Linked DNA regions of Zea mays: region 2 is linked to region 1. The links are chromatin contacts, called in public Hi-C maps. All regions are on one chromosome and are shown on one strand. Each heading gives the region's core, a stretch centred on a gene start, on an enhancer-like site or on the middle of the called end of the contact. The rest is flanking DNA. Distances are from core to core; before and after follow the strand shown. Region 1 holds the start of LOC100383799. Region 2 holds the start of LOC100284120 (AGP16).

Region 1 (4,392 bases), core at 918-3,417:
GCAAGAAGTTGTCTTTCGTAGAATGAATATGATCAAAACTGGCAAGAAAGTAGTGCATAACGGCAGTTCAAGTTAGCTTGAACATGGTTTACAAACAATCCATCTGACCATCTCTAAGCACAAAGCCATTCACAATTTGAGATAGAATACGCAATTCCCTTCAAACTCTATTTATAAGAATCAGACAGTAAGTTCCCTAATTGCCTGGAACAGGGTCCAGTCCATTGTAAAGAATGATCAGCGCCCTAATAAAACCGACAAAAACGAACTTTGGTTAAAACTCTGTACAGCCAAACAGAATGATCTAATAATTCTTCAGCCTCTTGCTAGGTAAACCTCCAGAAGTTTTCCTTTCCCATTCGATTGTGAGCTCCTTGGTTGAATACTGTACTCGATTCTCTTCCTGTATTCCATGGCTGGAGTTTTACTTCCAAATGTAATTTGATGCAGCTGGAAGAAAGCAAGCACACTTACTGCAAACATTGCAGCGTTACCGAGAGCACCACCAATCTTGTCCAGTCGAAATGAATTCTTGGCTAAAGACAAACTGCTAGATAACATGTTTGACATAATCCTTGAACCGTTGCCCCTGTTGTCCTCTGCATCATCCTCTGATCGGCTATGGGTAGCACAAACATCTTCAAATGAGATAAATTGACTCTTGTCACTCACTTCACCAACAAATGCCAAGACCTCATCGATGATTCTATGCTTCTTCCCTTGATGTTCTGCTAACCTCGTAGCAAGGACTAGACGGCTTTGCTCCAGTCTAGCAATTGCAGAATCTCGCTCTGCCTGATGTCGTGATTGAACAGTCTGTAAAGCAAAATTAACACTAGTGAGAAATAGATCTCACAAAAAGATTCAACAGGAACAAGTAAAACTAAGTTAACTAAAGGCCCCAGCACTTGAAAGTGTTGATAATGGATATGCATGTAAATGTCTATTAAATCCACTAACCCTTGCCATTGGGCAACTTTGTGGTAGTGATTTTTCCCCTTAAAAATCTGAGAACTCATTTTGCTAAAATAGTAAAACAGAATAAATTTAATAAGTAAGTGATCTAAGTACTTACAGCACAGGACATGGAAGTTTTTACATAGTAATGGTGCTCCTATATTGGCGCTTTGCACGAAGTAACAATCAACTTATAAAGTATTCGGCCCCAACTGGCATCGAGAGGACATGAAACATAAGAGAGCAAGCACCCGAGGGCAATGAAGGCCATGTGGCTCCAGTGAGCGAGATATTTGCACCTCAACCATTCAAGGCCAACCACTTGTGAGCCAAATGACCTGAACTCTAAGTAAATAACAATTCCAATAACAAACGTAAATTCAGAATCATGGCAAAACATTAAAAGCCCACCTAGTAGAATAGATATTCAACAGCAACTTAGTTTCTACCATTAGAATACCATACAAGCATTGTATCCCAATAAAACACAAGTGGCCATTATGGATTACCATGGATTACCATGGATACGGTCATCCAATTCAGTTCGAGAATGAACAATCCATTAGCCACAAAACAAGCAGAGGCACGGGCAATATTGGTGATGAGGACTCGCTAATTTCTCATGCTCAATGGCTTCAACGCAACGACCGGCAATCACGAGAACAACGCGCGACCGGGGCTCCAAAAAGCAGTCCCCATTCGTCACAGCAGCAGCCCAGAAGCGGTGGTCCTAACCAGAATTAACTCACACTGCCAAGTGCCAACCGCGCGGAACCCTAGAAGAGCTGGGACTGGGATGCTCTATCCATAGGGGAGCAGAGGGGTGGAAGGGAACCAGGAGCCTCACGTGTAAAAACTCGAGGTGGTCCTCGACGTCCTCGAGCGCAGAGCGGATGGCGTGCAGGCTCCTGACCTCGGACACGGACTCCGCGGCGGCGGCCAGCGCCTCTCCTCCGCCCTTGACGAAGACGCAGCCGTTCCTACCGCCGCTGACTCGGTGGGCCCCTTTGACGGGTGGCGCGGACGGCACGGGAGGAGGCTGGGGAGCGAGCAGGAAGAGGTGCGCGCGGGAGGCGGCGAGGATGGCGTCGCTGAGGCGGTCATGGAGTTCCCAGATCCGCTCAAGGGCTACCTCTGCTTCCGACGCGTCCCACCGCATTGCGCCGGCGCGCGCTGTCTGGGGGTCCCGGTGAGGGGAGGAAGGACGGGAGCGGAAGCGGAGGGAAAGAGAAACGAAGGGGAGGGGGAGCGACGGGCATATGTTATGGCGGCACCACCGAGGCGGGTGGGTGGCGAGCTTTCGATATGTTTTGTTGGTTGCGGCGGTGAAATAGTCCACCTCCCTTTTTTTTTTGAAATGGAAACGCATTCCATGGCTATTAAGCAGCTCTAGGCACATCGCCGGAGACAATATTACAAATGAAGTCCGGTGCATGATCTAGCCATAAACTAGAGTCAACGTCACCTGAATTTGCTCCATGAGCAGTTAAACAGTCAGCAACTAAATTACAGGTTCTTTGACATTTAGACACAATACAACAAGCAAACTCAGAAAACATCCTACTCCTTATTTCCTTGAATACTACGCCTAAAGCAGAGAGGTCATATTCTTGTGAGGTCAACGCCGTCTTCAGGATCGCAGCATCGGTTTCAATCATCACATTTTGCATTCCAAGGAAAACAGCCAGCTCCAAACCTTTCATACAGGCGACGCTCTCAGCATGAAGGGTAGAGGATATGCCAGTCAAAGTGCCCGCCCCCGCAGCCAAGAAACTGCCATCGTGGCCCCTGATAATACATCCCCAGCCGCCCAAACCTGATTTCGCCAGATATGAGCCATCGCAATTTATTTTGTAAAAGCCTGCTGGGGGAGGCTGCCATTTTAGGTTCATAGGTGGGGCTCTAGCAGATTTTCCTATCTGAAGTTTCTCCATATTCATCAAATGGTAGGCAACAGTATTGCACACCTCTTCAGTAGATCCACACCTTTCCCCTTGGATTGCCTTATTGCGAGCTGACCACCAGCACCATAACAACAGCACGACCTTAATCTTGGTTTCTTCTCGGAGAGTTAGGATGGATTCAATGACCTCCAAAGCCGACGCTTTGCTTGCCAGGAGTATTCTTGTGTCCTCCAGACATAAACACCTCCAGACCTGCTTCACTTTTTTGCATTTAAAAAAGAGATGGCCACCATCTTCATCAAGACGGAAACACATGGGGCACAGAGTTTCAATTTTTATACCTCTTCTTGCTATGTTTACTCTGACAGGGTGGCTATTGTGGGCTAACCTCCATAAGAACATTTTTATTTTGTTAGTCACATTTACATTCCATATTGACTTCCAAACGTTCTCCCCTCGCCCGCTAATTGAGGAGTATGCATCTGCATTATTGTGATGGTCACGTCTCCTACTTGCCAAGGCATATGCTGATTTAACAGAGAAATTTCCTTTAGGATCTCCATGCCACGCAAGTGTATCCTCCATTCCTTCTTGGATTGGGATGACCATAGTGCACCTCCCGTTGGAGGGAAGAGTGGCGAGGAAAGCGCGGCTCAAAGTGCTTTCAGTATTCTCTCGAGTTTTTGTCACACTCGATTTTATGGTCAAAACCGAATACATAATATATATATATACATATGAGAATCTATTTTTCATATATATGTTAATGTCGCAAGTCTAATATATCAAAATATAATATAATAAGTTATAAATAAAGTAGAGTAACTTTATTACATCATTTAGACATAAGTGTCTTAAATAATATCATCATCAAAGTACAGCGGATAAAACACGGACGCTCTTTCACATGAAGATGACTGACACATCGTTAGACTTAGTACTCGTCAACATCGTCTGCAAAGTCTTCTTCATCACCCTCTGATCAAAATATTAGCAAGAGGTGCGCTCACTTATGGTCGGGGCTCAGCAAGTGGGAGGAGTAATGCAAGTTTAATAAGGTATGCTATGGATAAGAGGTAAGCATTTTAGTTGATCAATATTTTATTAACAACGTCTGACTTACTAATTGTAAGTGTATCCCAAAATATCCCAATTAAACATAAGCATATGATTATATCAAAAATACTTAAGTGAAATCACTTAAGCAAACCATTTAAAAATCATCGGATCATGATTTATTTTCCATCTTTAAGTTTAATTATCATGTGAGGGTTCAGGTTGCTCTTAACTGTGAGCACGACTGATTTATTTTCCATCTTTACACTCTGCAGAGGTGGTACAACTTTACCCACAAGTCATGTATCCCATCTAGCCTGGATTGTACGGACCCGTAAACAGTACGAGGTGAATGGCTAGGGATCCATTATGAGCTTTCACAAAATATCCTTAGTACAAAGCCATCCGCTAAGGTTTTCACGTCAGTATTGATGGCCCTCTGGACGAGGTAACTTAGCCAAGACTACCACCCCAT
Region 2 (4,392 bases), core at 541-3,040, 160 kb after region 1:
GGCATGCTTGCCAAGGGAAGGTACCAATATGGGCAGAAAACTACTGCACAACCAATCGGCAGTATAAACAATGGTAGGAAAATAGAAGCTGGCTGAACTTGCACAAGAAAAAGGACCTGTGTGGATCTATCTAGGACCATAAAAAGATTAACAGGGGACCATCTCTCTTTTATAACGGCACCAAAGAGGATTATCTCTTTGATCAATCAAGGGCAGCCAACAAATACATACAGCCTAGATCATTAAAGAGGACTACATTTTTCATTTCACATCAGATATACCTAGCAAACCCGTTACTTGTGGCAATGTGACAGTTTGTTTGTGGAACAGACAACAAGTAAGGCCCTGTTTGGGAACAAAGTTTTTGAAAACTACAGTTTTTGAAATACTATACTATACTTTAGTTATGACAATACCGTAGTTTATAATACCGCAGTTTTGAAAACTGAGGTCCAGAGCTAAGTTTAGAATGCCTTAAAACAACTATAGTATTTGCAATACTTCAGTTTTGAAAACAGAGATTTTACCCAGCTTGCCAAACACCATTATGTATATAATACTGCAGTATTTGAGAATACTGCAGTATTCTTCCAAAACTGCAGAAAAACTTTGTTCCCAAACACCCCCTAAGAGGCATTCCATGAAAAAGTAGGCAATGGTAGCTGCCAGAGTACTAGTATTATATTAGAACGTAAATGCAAGGAGACGGCCATAGCAAGAATCAAGATTTCTACGAACTGCAAAACCACCAAACTCATTGCTGACAGGCGCAACAGACGAAGTGCAAATCTGACAGCAGTTTAGTCAAGATGTGAATATTCTTCATAAGAGAAGTTTTGCATATAACAAAAAAATTGCATTGGAGTTATGTGTCAAAACTGAAAGAATTTATTTAATTGAAAGATGGCAGTTTCCTCCGGGGCCTCAACTGTTCGCGTTAACTTTGTATTTTCGCGAAAACGCATCCTTTCCTGACCAGCACTGCCGCAGAAGAAAGCACACATGCAGGAGATTCGCGATTATTATTGTGTCTGTAATAATTAATTAACGTCCAGACATGGGGGATCTAAATTCTACGGCAATGCAGGTAGCACTGGGAAAAACTTGTGCGATGAACAGTTGTGAGATTTTCTCCATCTTGGTTCCCAAAAGAACCAGATCGACAAACACCGGAGATTTTTTTTTTTTGTTACAATGGGGAACGAACAGAACGCGATTCCGGCGTCCGGCCCCACGATCCAGGCGCGCGGAGCACAGATTCGCGGCGTCCGGATTGCATTGTGATTGCGGGCAGGAAGAAATGAAGGGAGATGAGAGAGAAAGAGCGAGACTGCGCACCGTCGCTGGTGGGCGCGGGCGCCGGTGCCTGCGCCGCAGCGGCGGCGGTCATGAGTATGGCGAAGACGAGAGCGGCCACCGCCATCGCAGCAACCGCGCCGAGCGGAGCCCTTGCCACGGCCATTCCTCCCCGGGAGTACCTCCCGCTGTCGCCGGCGTCGGAAGAGGAGAGGGGGTGGACGGATCACGTACGGCAGCGGCCACCACGCCACGCACGCACCGGCACCGACCACGAACGCACGCGCCTCTCTCTCTCTCTCCCGTCCCGTCCTCCCTACTCCCTAGTCCGCGCTCCTCAAAAAAGCCTAGGCCTGCTACGACGTGGCTGCGCATCTGAATGTTATTGAGAACGCCGCTTGCAAGCTACGTACCTTCGATGACATGTGGGTCCATTTTGACGCTGTGTTCGGCGGACCCGCCGCAGGGCGTCGTGCAAGGGAACCACGGTGGAGCCAGTTTAGGGCCTTGGTGAGATTCCCTTTCCAATGCGCAGGACGGCCGGGTGGCCGGTGAGACTAACTCCAAAGGCAGCCCCTACGCAGCCCCCTCCCCTTCGCATGGCATATAGGGGCACTCTACGATCGCAGCGGTGCTCTATACAACACAATACTCCAGCCCTTTTCTCTCTCCTCTCAGATCTAGCGGGTCACTGTTCATCCCCTAAACACTGTGTTGTAGATCCACGAGTAATTGTTAGTCGATAAAAATTGATAGTTGATATAGAAAATGATTTTTTTAGTTGTAGTGAGATATATGAGGAATATTTAGGGGGAACCGCTGTGGGAGATGAAAAAATAGAGGGGGAAAGTGATATAGGGGGGAAAATTTAGGGGTAACGGTTGCGAATAGGCTGAGTGAGCTCGTCACACTGCTGGAGCCCGGGCTATGTGGGCCCAGTAGCACAGGGAGGGAGGTCTCATGACTAGGGATGGAATTCTCTGGTTTTAGCTCACAATTTTCATCCTCGTGATAAAAAAACATCATCACGTATAAATTTAATGAGTTCTCATGGAGAACAAGAATAGATAATAATGTCTCATCTCCGTCCCTCCTGTTGGAGGAGAATTTTTCCATTTACATTTCGGCGGGGAAGAAACTTTATCATCCCTATCCTCTAAGAGTTTGTTCGATTGCATCGGGATCCAAGGGGTTGAAGAGATTAAATCATCTTCTATTCAATTTTGACTAGGGATGAATTTATTTAAGCCATGTTTGGTTCACTGCCTAACTTGTTACGCTTTACCTAACTTTTCTGTCTAAGATTAGTTTTTTTAATTCGAACGACTAACCTTAGGCAAAGTATGGTACAGTTAACCATAAACTAAACAATCCCTTAATCTCCTCCAATCCTATGTGATTCAGACGCAACCGAACAGGATCTAATAGAAGAATTCCCTATGGAGAATCAGGATCGGGTCTCCATTATCATCTCTAGTTATGACTCATAACTCATGTGACTCATGTGGTGTGCCGTGATCTGTTGCAGTGTGTTTGGTTTGCAGCACGGCATAGATCCAGAGTGATCCGAACCTGTATCCGAGCCTACAAAATCGTTTGGATAGCGTCACGGAGTCTACCCATCCGTCATCCACTCATTCCAAAATACAACAGAACCCTAGCAGCGACTCGTTCCTCCAAATCAACCGGATGAGCTGACTCCCGTTCGCATCTCGCACCTGGCGGCGGCGGGGCAGCTCTGAGGGGATCTCTCCGCGGCGGCGACGCGGCTCCCAGCGGCGACAGCGACCCTCCTCACCCAACCGCCGCTCCTCACACTACCAGATCTAGGCGTCGCACCTCAGATCCATCAACTGGTGAGCTCCCTCCTCCACCTCCTCTCCCTGCTCTTTGATCTCGCCCTCGCTTCTTCCTCCCCGGCCAGCCATCAGTTCCGGTGACTGCTTCCTTCGTCTACCCTGGCGTCTCCTACTCCAAGGCCGGGCACTACCGCTACGCGCTCCTCTCCCGCGTCTGCCTCTCCATGTTCGACGGGTTCGACTCCTACCAGTTCGGCGCCACAGCCGACACCACAGAGCTTGGAGGAACCCAGCTGACAGCCCGCAGGAACGAGTCACTGCAGCAATTCATCGAGCACTCAGATGCAGATCCCGCCTCTGGATTCTTTCCGAATTGCTCTGTCTATCCTGTGCCGTTGGAGACCTCGCCGCCCTCGCACTTGTCTCGCGCCACAGGTCCATCCGTTCAGGGCAAAGGAGATACAGAAGTATCAGTGCCAAATTGAACGCCGAAAGCAGTGCTGAACCTGTCTTCCAAAACCAGCTTACCTGAGCCTTATTTATCAGTCCACACAAAACCAGCGTACCTGAGCCGCGCACATCTATGTTAGAGACAAATGTATTTTTTAGAAGCCACGGAGCTAGATTCCTCCATAGTTATGTATGTAGTACGTGGGTAATTGCTGGCTATATGTACGTATACATGCATACCATGGTCGGTGGAGGCGAGCATGGCGAGCACCTTCTTGAACGAATATGTATTTTCAGCCTTTTTGAGAGTATATCAGGAAAACAGGATATACCATTTCTCACATACATTCCATGCTTATTCAGTTTCTTACCAATCTTCTCTTCTTGTTTCTCTTGCAGGTCTTTAATTCTCTCTTTACACATATCTTGGTCTTTAATTCTCTCATCACCAGCGTAAGGTAACAATCTAATCTGTTATGTTTATTTTCATCTTTTTTCTGTATTGTTTCTTGTCTATTCTCTATTGGGCTGAGTCTATTCTGTATTTTTTAGCTAGACTGTAAATTATGCATATGCAATCATGTGTATGTCTTTTTATGTATTAAAGCTCTCTGAACTTCATGTAGATGGATGCTAATGAAATAAGAAGATCTTTAATTATTAAAGCTGTTGCTCTAGCCGCCGCTACATTTTATTATATTCTGATTGTGAGGAGGAAGATGAAAAGGAAACGGATTTCGTATGCCCCAATGATTGATATGGAAATGAAACGAAATGACTATCTTTCTAGTATTTACCATAAAGATGATACGAGTTGTTTGCGCATGCTAAGATTGAGGAGAGCACC

What was found. A called contact is a pair of places that touch in the nucleus more often than the background predicts.
Region 2: a Hi-C map of tassel shows a contact between it and region 1, with 3 times the contacts expected there. The contact joins the promoter of LOC100284120 here to the promoter of LOC100383799 in region 1. A contact is called at or near these places in 2 of 25 Hi-C or Micro-C datasets (ear and tassel).

The regions. Positions count from the first base shown.
Region 1 is chr4:230,492,118-230,496,509 of Zm-B73-REFERENCE-NAM-5.0, forward strand. LOC100383799 reads right to left here and starts at 2,168. Exons shown (of 3, transcript NM_001176433.1): 1 at 1,805-2,168; 2 at 1,076-1,295; 3 at 52-816. The coding sequence starts at 1,087. The coding sequence ends at 316.
Region 2 is chr4:230,654,028-230,658,419 of Zm-B73-REFERENCE-NAM-5.0, forward strand. LOC100284120 (AGP16) reads right to left here and starts at 1,791. Exons shown (of 2, transcript NM_001331151.1): 1 at 1,710-1,791. The coding sequence starts at 1,731.